2 separate regions of the Macaca mulatta genome follow, and region 2 is linked to region 1. A link is a contact called in public Hi-C data. All regions are on one chromosome and are shown on one strand. Each heading gives the region's core, a stretch centred on a gene start, on an enhancer-like site or on the middle of the called end of the contact. The rest is flanking DNA. Distances are from core to core; before and after follow the strand shown.

The links. Hi-C and Micro-C count contacts between places; a contact is called where the count stands out from the background.
Region 2: a Hi-C map of CD4 T cells shows a contact between it and region 1, with 2.2 times the contacts expected there. The contact joins the promoter of ATPAF2 here to the promoter of TOM1L2 in region 1. A contact is called at or near these places in 2 of 14 Hi-C or Micro-C datasets (CD4 T cells and fetal cortex germinal zone).

What each region holds. Positions count from the first base shown.
Region 1 is chr16:19,535,321-19,540,370 of T2T-MMU8v2.0, reverse strand. It overlaps TOM1L2 (target of myb1 like 2 membrane trafficking protein), which reads left to right and starts at 3,074. Exons shown (of 15, transcript NM_001260762.1): 1 at 3,074-3,126. The coding sequence starts at 3,075. It overlaps DRC3 (dynein regulatory complex subunit 3), which reads right to left and starts at 2,615. Exons shown (of 14, transcript XM_015118754.3): 1 at 2,408-2,615; 2 at 1,431-1,541.
Region 2 is chr16:19,606,047-19,611,096 of T2T-MMU8v2.0, reverse strand. ATPAF2 (ATP synthase mitochondrial F1 complex assembly factor 2) reads left to right here and starts at 3,155. Exons shown (of 8, transcript NM_001257951.1): 1 at 3,155-3,440. The coding sequence starts at 3,308. GID4 (GID complex subunit 4 homolog) reads right to left here and starts at 3,029. Exons shown (of 7, transcript NM_001193962.2): 1 at 2,430-3,029. The coding sequence starts at 2,867.

The DNA.
Region 1 (5,050 bases), core at 1,825-4,324:
GCGCATGTCTGTAATCCCAGCTACTCGAGAGGCTGAGGCAGGAGAATCGCTTGAACCAGGGAGTTGGAGGTTGCAGTGAGCCGAGAGCGCACACCACTGCACTCCAGCCTGGCGACAGAGTGCGAGACTCCATCTCTCCATCTAAAAAAAAAAAAAAAAAAAAAAAAAAAAAATAGGTGCTATACTTTGGGAAATGACTCTTAATTTTGATTTGATTTCAAAACTTTAACTCACTTATCCCTCTTACTTCATCAGGGCCTTGGTACCTGTGACAGATCAAGTTTGCTTTCAGTCAAGCCCAGCAACTGCTATGCTAGGAAATGTGGGATTGTTATTACATATGCTATTTTATAAGCACATCAGGGCAGCATTTGGATCCTTACTGTGCATCTTTTAGTAACTCACTTCACCTATCTAAGCCTTGGCTTTCCCATCTGTAAAAGGTGGATAATTCCTCCCTCCTGCATTTGTGTGAGATCACGTATTTAGTCCAAACATGGGTAGTGAGGAACTGCTACATGTTGTGAATAAAACAGATGGATTTTTACCCCTGCTTCAGGCATGAATCAAACAATAATACAGCTATTTAATTACAAACCATGACAATTTGTAGGTGTAGGGAACTATGAAATCGTACATTAAGGGCACCTGGCCTGGCCAAGGAAGACAGGGCTGATTTGAAGGACAAGTAGGAAAGAAGGAGGAGATAACTTTGTGGCAAGGCCCTCGAGGTGGGAGAGAACAGACGTGTTGCCCTTTGGCTGAAGTGATGCAAGGTTGGAGAGGTCTATGGGAGTTCTGTTATTATCCTAGAACCCCTGGAAAGCACCTAGGGCTTAATAAGGGCAGCGACATTAGCTGGTCATGGTGGTGCATGCCTGTAGTCCCAGCTACCTGGGAGGCTGAGGCAAAAGAATCGCTTGAAACCGGGAGGTGGAGGTTGCAGTGAGCCGAGATCATGCCACTGCACTCCAGCCTGGGCAATAAGAGCGAAACTCCATCTCAAAAAATAAAAAAAATAAGGGCAGCAATGTGATCAGATCTTAGTTTTTAAGAACTCACTTTAGCAGCAGTACTGAGAATTGCAAAAGTACTGAGGTGAGAGATGACCAGGGTGTTAGCAAGATGTGAATGGGAGAAATTTCTAGAAACTTAACTTCCATGTAGGGCTAATAATCACCAATATCCAGATAAGAAAACAGAAACTAGTTAAAAAGGTTAATTAACATGCCCAACTTCATACACTTAGCATACGGCAGAGTCCATTTTCCTAATCATGACTCAACTGTATCCAGGGTACTGGGGACTATGGTTGCCACAGCTCACAATGTTTCTCACAGTTGTCATGGGTTCAGGGCCAAGGCCCAAACAGTCCTCCTCTATGGGGATCTTAGTAGTTTACCACCCAACCTGGGTCCCCTTTGACTTACCTGATGATAGTGTTGTTGAAGACCAGAGAGGTTGGAGCTGTGGAAAGCAGCAGAGTTTTACACAACTGTCAACGAAGTAGCCTCGTCGCAGAGAACAGATCCAGAATTTTCCTGGGAAACGATAACCTGGGGTCAACAGGATCTGAAAACTATAGTCCCTATTGGCCATGAATTGATAAGAAGAAAATTGGGAAAATTGGTTGGGTGAGATGGCTTACACCTGTAATCCCAGCTCTTTGGGAGGCCGAGGTGGGAAGATTGCTTGAGCTCAGGAGTTCAAGATCAGTCCGGGCAACATGGCAAGACCCCGTCTCCATTTTAAAAAATAAATAAATAAATACTGAACAAAAATTGTTTTTAAAAGAATAAAATCAATCACTTACTGAATGCTTACTGTTTGCTCAGTGCACAAACATTATTTAAGTACATGTAAGCTCCGGAGGCTATAAAAAAGGAAATCCTAATGCCCTTATTTTCCAGCTAGGGAATCTGAGGCTCCAGGGAGGGAAAGGAACTTGTCCAAAGTCATACAATGAATTACTGACAGAGACAGATGCAGAACCTGAGTATCCGTATTCACATCCAAAGCAGTTTATACAGTACCAAGATGAAATCATTTGACAGTTATGAGGTCAGATATGATGGCTAAATTCTGGGAAAAGTTATCAGTGGACAGGGTACCTCTCTTTTATGAAAGGAGGCTGGAAGACGGAACCCCTTAAAAGTCGATTCTAGCCCTGCTCCCTCGGGAAATGCTCCCTTAGTATTTCTTTTTTATTCAAAAGCTTGATAAGCCCAGGACTAAAGGGTCTTGGCTGTGTCAGCACGACTGTAAAGTGGCTGGGAGAGGACCTACGTGCTCATTTTATGAGAGGGGCCGGGACGGCGTTCTCCGAGAAAAGGGTCACAGGAAAGAGTTAAGTCGGGCGCTGTCTGTCCCTGCGAGTCCTCCCTGAGCCTCAGCTCCCAGGTCTCACCTTCTCAAGCGCTGGGAACTCCGCTGGTTCCACGCAGCTGACGCGTCTCCCGGTTGCTGGGGAACCAAGCGCCGCGACTTGGTTGCTAACGGGAAGTCAGGAGGGAGACATCCTGGGTGAAAGTTGACAGATCACGTGACCACATCTCCTGGTGGAGAAACACTCCTAACACCAACCAGCCGTAGAGAAAACAAATGTTTCTCCAATCAGCACTTTCTATGGGCGGGGATATTCCTAGATTCACCTCTGTTCCGTCCTGCTATTTGAGTGATTGACTCGTCTTTTGTCCAATAATAGTAAGAATCCTTTAGATTGACCAATATTCTGAGGAATCAAAATGCGCAACTTCCTCTTCGGGGGGCGGGCCAGGGGAGGTGCCACCACGGCTGACAGAGACTGCGGTGACCTACCTCGCTCCTCGGCCCAATCGGACGCTGCGGGGTGGGTGGGGGCTTTGCTGACGGAGGTGTAACGGCCAATCGGAGGCGGGCTTTGTAGGTGTCCCCCAATAGAGACGCGGTAAGGGGGCGGGGCCAAGGTCCCGGCGCTCGGCGTTCCAGAGGGTGGGGAGGGGGCAAGTGTCAGTCAGGACGGGAGTCCGGCGGGTTACCGCTGAGACCTCGGTGGCAGACAGGGGGCCCGGGCCGCTGCGTGTTGTCCACCCAAGATGGAGTTCCTCCTGGGGAACCCGTTCAGCACCCCGGTGGGGCAGTGCCTCGGTAAGGCCGCGTGTGGGGCGGGAGGCTGGGCGACCGCGGCAGCTGATCCGGGTGGTGAGGACCGCGGGCCTCCTCTGGGCGCCGGTGCCACTTCACGAGCGGGCTGGGCCTCCGCCAGGCGCGGGTGCCACCCCACGAGCGGGCTGGGCATCCTGGTCGTCGGGCCTTCACTGGGCGCCGGTGCCACCTCACGGGCGGGCTGGGCCTCTGCTGGGCGCCCGTGCCACCTCACAGACGGGCTGGGCATCCTGGTCGTCGGGCCTTCGCCGGGCGCCGGTGCAACCTCACGGGCGGACTGAGCCTCCGCCGGGTGCCGGTGCTATCCCACGGGCAGGCAGGGCATCTGTGTCCTGGGGCCTCCTCCCGGGCACTGGTGCCACCTGACAGGCGCCAGTGCCACTCTGCCAGGAGGCACCCCGAGGCCCAACTTGAACTCGGAGATGCCCCAGGCTTCCCTGCCCATCAGGACTCAGCCCTTCCTTTTGCTTCTAGAGGTGGTACCAACTGCTGGTCTGCTTCCCCAATGCCCTTTGGGAGATGCCACTGCATGTGTCTTTATCCAGCCCAGCAAGCTCGCTGCCACTGCCCCAAGGACCTAGTTCTCCCAGACCCTTTGTGGGATGTCACCTTCTTCTCCATCTTTGTCCCTCCTCTTCGGTACCAGCAACCATCAGACTGGGCACCCTCCCAGAAATGCCCCCTGCTCCGGGACTTGCTAATTTGAGCTGCAACTCAGCTGGGCTGTAGGAGGGACTGGGATGGGAGGAGGGGCTCTTGGAGGGTGATTATCTTGGCAAGGGGATGGCATGCCTGCAGTGCCTCCCAGGAAAGAAGGGAGGCTGTGTTATTTAATGACAAGAGCCCTGGTCTGGGAATTATGGAAGCCCAGACTCTAGCAGTGGTTTTGCCAGTGACTTCGTATGACCTTGTGCCCTTTCTGATTTGAAGTTCCCCTGTCAAAGTGTTTGGAGATGAGATGTGGTAGGTCCCTTAAACTTCTCAAGTTTTGATATTCTTTGTAGTACTCTGCACTTTGACTGTTGCTCCCTCCCCTACCTCATATTATATTTACCAAAGCTGAAATCTTTTGTTGGCAATGTAGAGAGAATGTTATTCAGGATTATCTGTTAATCCTACAGAGGGGATGTGGACACCTGGGGACACCAGAGATGGCCAGAATCCTGGATGAGGAAAGCCCAAAGTGTAGGTAAAGGAATACTGAAATGGCCACCATATGGGACTTCCTTAATAAAAAAGCAACTTGCCTTTTCACCCAAGGCAGTGGCTTATGCCACTTGATCAGTCAAGAATGCTGATTAATTTGTTTGAAGACTGGGTTCCTCCTGGTTGGTTGAAGGACTGGTAAAACATCTTTTATGAGCCAGGATCTTTGGTGTTCTTATGGGCCTGATTTTGGCAGTAGTGATTTGTTTATTTTCTGCTTTGCTTATGAAATTCTAGCTTACTTTCCAGCCTTTAGTGGGTCCTGGGAACTTATTGAGGTCTCTCCTGTTAGCTAATTAGCATTTTGGAGCCTTTCTTTACTTTCTGGCATAGTATCTTTTTTAATGCATGATGGACCCCAAAAGAGTGTTTTCCCACCTTTTTGACATTTTGTCCCTTGCTGCCCACTGGAGAGTCTCTGAATTTTCACTTCCTAACTTCTTCCTCGTGGCCTTTCTCACTCTCTTCAGGTTCTCTTGCGTGGCAGCCACACTCCAAAAACTAATTTCCAGCCAGTTAATGGAGGGAGCCAGAACACTTGGGGGAATTATTTTCTCTTCTGTCCTCTTTAAAATAGGAAGCTCTACACCTTTAAAATGACAAGGTCGTAGATGAGGGGTAGAAGTTAAAGGGGATTTAAAATACAAGTATGACCGGGCACGGTGGCTCATGCCTGTAATCTCAGCACTTTGGGAGGCCA
Region 2 (5,050 bases), core at 1,906-4,405, 71 kb before region 1:
GGCAATTCACATGCCACTGACTAGTCGTGATGATGACCAAGCAGCTCACCAATCCAGATGTAGGGCAGCATTCATTGGCATGACCACCACCCCCACCATCAGACATCCTACTCAAGTGGCTCCCAGTCATCCACCAGGTTTCTGCTCTGGGCTGCCTGAGACCTGTCAGCCCTGCCCCAACTCAACCACAGCTTCCACTGGTTCATGATTCTTCTGAAAGGAGCTCAGAAGTGACACCTTAATGATGGAAGGGAGCAGCAGTTGCTGCAGTAGCCAAAGCAGACTCCTCTTTGATGCCTGGCTATCCTGCCAGTTGTCCCCTACTACATCAGAAACCATCAAACTGAGCAACAGGGACAAATCCAAGATCATTCCAAACGTGACCCACCCAGGGATCTCACCTCCAAAATTCTATGATTAGGTGTAAAACAAACCAAAAAACCCCAGTACCTTCATACTCGACTCTCACATTTTAAGAAAAAGAGAAGAAGATCACCGCATTAGGCATACAGTTATGAAGATAAAAATATTTCAGCCACAATCGTTTTTCCATTATAATAAATATCGTGGTTCATGATAGAACTTTACAGCCCAAAGATATGATTAACATGATGATGCTGTTTCAAGTAAGCAGAGAAGACGATTTATTCCCACAAAGCAATATGAGAATAAAAGAGTGATGAGTGCTCTGCAGTTAGCAGAAAAGGGACCCTCATTGTCTTTTGGATGGGAGACCTACTCTTCAGAAGTGAAACTAAGATTTGTTTTAACTGACCAAAAGGAAAGCTTGAGGAACAGATATACGGTACATTCCACCCTCACACCCGGGGGGCGGGGAGGGGGGCAGTGGGGCAGCACACAGTGCCTTTCAGAGGGACAGGTGTTTGGAGGGGCTTCTGGGAACAGCCTGGCAGACGAGGTGTCAGACTAAGGAAAAAAGGGCAAAGGAAAGGGGTCCTCGGGCAGGCAGGGGTAGGTATAGAGGAGGAAGAGTTTAGTAGGGAAGGGAGATAAAAAGGAGTATTCATGGTGGCTCAAGTCTGTAATCCCAGCACTTTGGGAGGCCAAGACGGGCGGATCACGAGGTCAGGAGATCGAGACCATCCTGGCTAACACGGTGAAACCCCATCTCTACTAAAAATACAAAAAACTAGCTGGGCGAGGTGGTGGGCACCTGTAGTCCCAGCTACTCGGGAGGCTGAGGCAGGAGAATGGCGTAAACCCGGGAGGCGGAGCTTGCAGTGAGCTGAGATCCGGCCACTGCACTCCAGCCTGGGCGACAGAGCGAGTCTCCGTCTCAAAAAAAAAAAAAAAAAAAGGAGTATTCACCACTGCTACTCCATTTCAGCTGGCAGAAAGTGTCAAGCCTGAGAGGAGTGAGGTGTGGGAAAGGCCCAGACAGGTGAAGCTGTACTTCCGAAGCTGATCAGGGACTGGCAGCAGGTATTTAGGAATCCAGGTCAAATGGGGGGAAGCGACTGGACATGAACTAAAATTGGGTGAGTTAGATTTCCCAGTACGTGGGTACCAGAGACTGAGAGGAAGCCCTGTGCCGCTGAGAACAGTTAAGAATAGGAAAGAGGGTCCCCTGGAACCAGGATCAGGCAAGACGAAGGTATGGGATGGGGGAGTCTGGATAGAGGCCAGGAAGACTGGGAAAAGACCGCAAGTGGTCCCAGAGCAGGGGCAGGAGGCCTGGGGGTAGAGAAGCTGGAAGGAGTTGGGTGCCTGGACCATGAAAAGACAGAAGCAGTGAGTGGAACAGGGGACCCAGGAGGCAACATCCCAGCAGACTGTGAGCGGCACTCAGGGAGTGAGTGCCTGGTCTTGAGGTGGGGCCAGGGCCTGACCAGTCAGTTGTGGGTTAGGCGCTCCCCCGTCTGGGGGTCTGATGAAGCCCTCCTAAGGAGATCTCAGGAGCAGGAAGACCCCAGGGTCTGCGGATTCCTGGGACTGAGGAAGGGGCGGGAGGGCATGTCTCAGGTCTGAGAGAATCTGACATGGGCCCAGACACGGGGAGGGTCCCGAGTCTGGTGAAACCAATGGAGAGTGCTTCAGGGTCTGAAAAGGGCTGGTGGCAGTCCCTGATCTAGGGACGACAGGTCATGGGGAGGAAGGACCCAGGCCTTTCCCTAGTCATGAGGGGCTTCCGGATCCCAGACGGGCCGGTCACGGGCTTCAAGTCTGGGAGTGTTCGGGGTCCGCCGGGAGCCGGTCACGACGGGCTCCGGGTCCGAAGGGGCAGGTCAGGGCTGGGGCTCGGAGAGTGTGAGACACAGGCTGGGCAGGTCCCGGGTGGGAAGCGCCGGGTGCAGGAGGCCCCGGCGGCGAGGGCCTGTTCCGCGGCTGCGGGCTCGAGGAGCCGAGGCGGGCACGGCCCGTGAGCGCCGCGAGGAGGCCCTCGGGCCCCGGCCCGGCCCGGCGCTCACCTGCAGCACCACCTCTACGTCGTACGAGTTCCCCTTGCTCTTCTGGTGGCCGCGGAACTTGGAGCCGCTGTAGAGCAGACTGGTGGCCACGCCGGGCTGCTGGGTGTTGATGGGCGGCGGCGGGATGAGTGAGGCCGCGGAGGCAGCCGAGGCACCGGCCGGCGGGGGACACTCGGTGCGGACGGGCATCGCGGGGTCCCCCGGAGCCAGGGCTGGGGGGAGTGGGAGAGGAACCGCCGCCGCCGCGCGGGAGCCGAGGAGGGTGGCGGGGAGGGAGAGGCCGGGGCGCGCACGCGCGGGGTGGGGGCGGGAGGGGCGACCACCCGCCCGCTGCCTGCGGACCAAGCGCTCTGGCCGCCACCGGGACCCAGGGACCTGCGAGCAGGGCCTCCCAGTCCTGAGCTGGGTCCCCCTCCCGACTTGCCCTCGCGCACACATACACACACAGAGACACTCACAGACACACTCACACACGCACACACACACCCCGCCCCTTCCGATTGGCTCGGGCGAGCCTCGGGGGCGGGAGCAGGCTCACGCGGCGCTTCCGCCCATTGGCGGGAGGAGAAAACACGTGGCGGGGTGCGCGAGCGGCCCGCTGGGACTTGTAGTCTCCTCGCCGAGGCGCGGCGTGGAGGGGGCGGGGCGAGGTGCGTTTGTGATGCTGATTGACTGGGGGTGTGCGCAGGAGGTTTGCGAAGGCGACGGCGCGCCGTTGGTGTCATGCGGAAGATGGCGGCGTCCAAGGGAGGCTGAGGGCTTTGAGGAAGCGGTGAGAGGTTTCCGTACAGCCCGAACGTGCGGTTTTGGGGGTCCCTTCGCTCTGTGTTTCCTGCTCCAGGTTTCGCGTCGCGCATCTTCCCAGACCCTCGGGCGCGATGTGGAGGAGCTGCCTCCGGCTGCGGGACGGGGGACGCCGTCTCCTGAATCGGCCTGCGGGTGGTCCCTGCGCTTCTATGAGTCCGGGGCCAACCATCCCGTCTCCAGCCCGGGCTTACGCCCCGCCGACAGGTAAGACTATGACACGTTCTCTTTTGGGTAGGGGCCGAGCTGGGGTAAGGTGGGCTTCGGGCTTCGGCTATGCAAAGCGAGGTGACTGAGGCAGGGTTCAGGCTCATGAGGTTATGCAAGCCGGTCAAGTCTTTTTACAGATGAGAAAGTGAAGCCCAGACAAGGGCAGACGACCCGAGAGGGAACAGCGAGTGACGCACGATACAGTAATTGATATTTGGCCTGTGCAGCTTTTCTCAAAGCTTATGGCTGCCCTCCCTAGGAAATAAGGTGTCATCCTTGTTTTCAAAAGGGGAAGTTTGGGCTCTGAATCAGGACTTCGCCTAGGTTACAGACAGACTGTCTCAGAGATTTGAGGTGTCTGACTGCTTTCCGTGTCTCCACTGCCCAACACAATACCTGCACAGAAGGGACCTAGAACCTAGACCTTCATTCCTCCATCCTGGGCACTTCAGCTGCAGGTTTCCTGACTTTCCCTCCTACCACAACCTCTGCCATCTGCAGCCTTCTCTGCTAAATAGAAATTGACATCTCCACCTTTGACTGTGGAGTCACCTCCACCTCCAACTCTGATGAAGCTCAGACGTAGTGGTTCTTTCATTGCTGATGGTGAGTGGTGTTAGGGTAAGAGTGAGAATGATTCATTTCAGTGAATGAAAAGCAGTAACACCCTCCCACCATTCAATTAGTTTTATAGTGCTGGAGGCAGGAGACACGGTAGTCTTTAAGACCCACCTGTATGTATTGGTAGAGAAGCTCAGTTAAAGAAGAAAAAGACCCACCTGAATGATGTTCACTGTTGAGTGCAAAGGGTATAATATCCTGATAAGGGACATACAAAGAAGCTGTGAAAACACGGAGAATCACCTGCTCCCGTCTTGGGGCTGTTCAGGGTTTAGAATGGGTCTTGGGTGAAAGGGCATTTAAGCTGAGCCATGATAGATGAGTAGGAGTTCAGCAAGAAGGTGGGAGAGTGTTGGGTATCTAGAACATGTCCAGGGTGACAGCAAGATATGAGGGACTTTTCCCTAACACTGCCTGCTTTAGAAACTTGAGAACTTCACAGACAGTTTGGCATTGTGGCAGGAGTGCAAATCTAGGATCTGATACTGGCAAAACCTCTGAGGTCTGTGTGATCTTGGGCATGCAACTACTTCCTAATTTTTCTGCATGAGTTGAAGTACTAGGTTGTCTTTGAGGATCTTTCTGGCTATTGAGTTCTTTTTTTTTTTTCTTTGTTTCTTTTTTTTTTTTTTTTTTGAGACAGAGTCTCACTCTGTCGTGGAGGCTGGAGTGCAGTGGCGCGATCTCGGCTCACTGCAACCTCCGCCTCCCAGGTTCAAGTGATTCTCTGGTCTTAGCCTCCTGAGTAGCTGGTACTACAGGCATCTGCCACCAGGCCCAGCTAATTTTTGTATTTTTAGTAGAGATGGGGTTTATGTTGGCCAGACAGGTCTCGAACTCCTGACCTTGTGATCTGCCTGCCTCGGCCTCCCAAAGTGCTGGGATTACAGGCGTGAGCCACTGCACCTGTCCAAGTTCTATAACTTTATAGAAATGGGGAAGGGGGCTGGATGCAGCAGGGAGCTGAAGTTTCACCTGTAGGACTC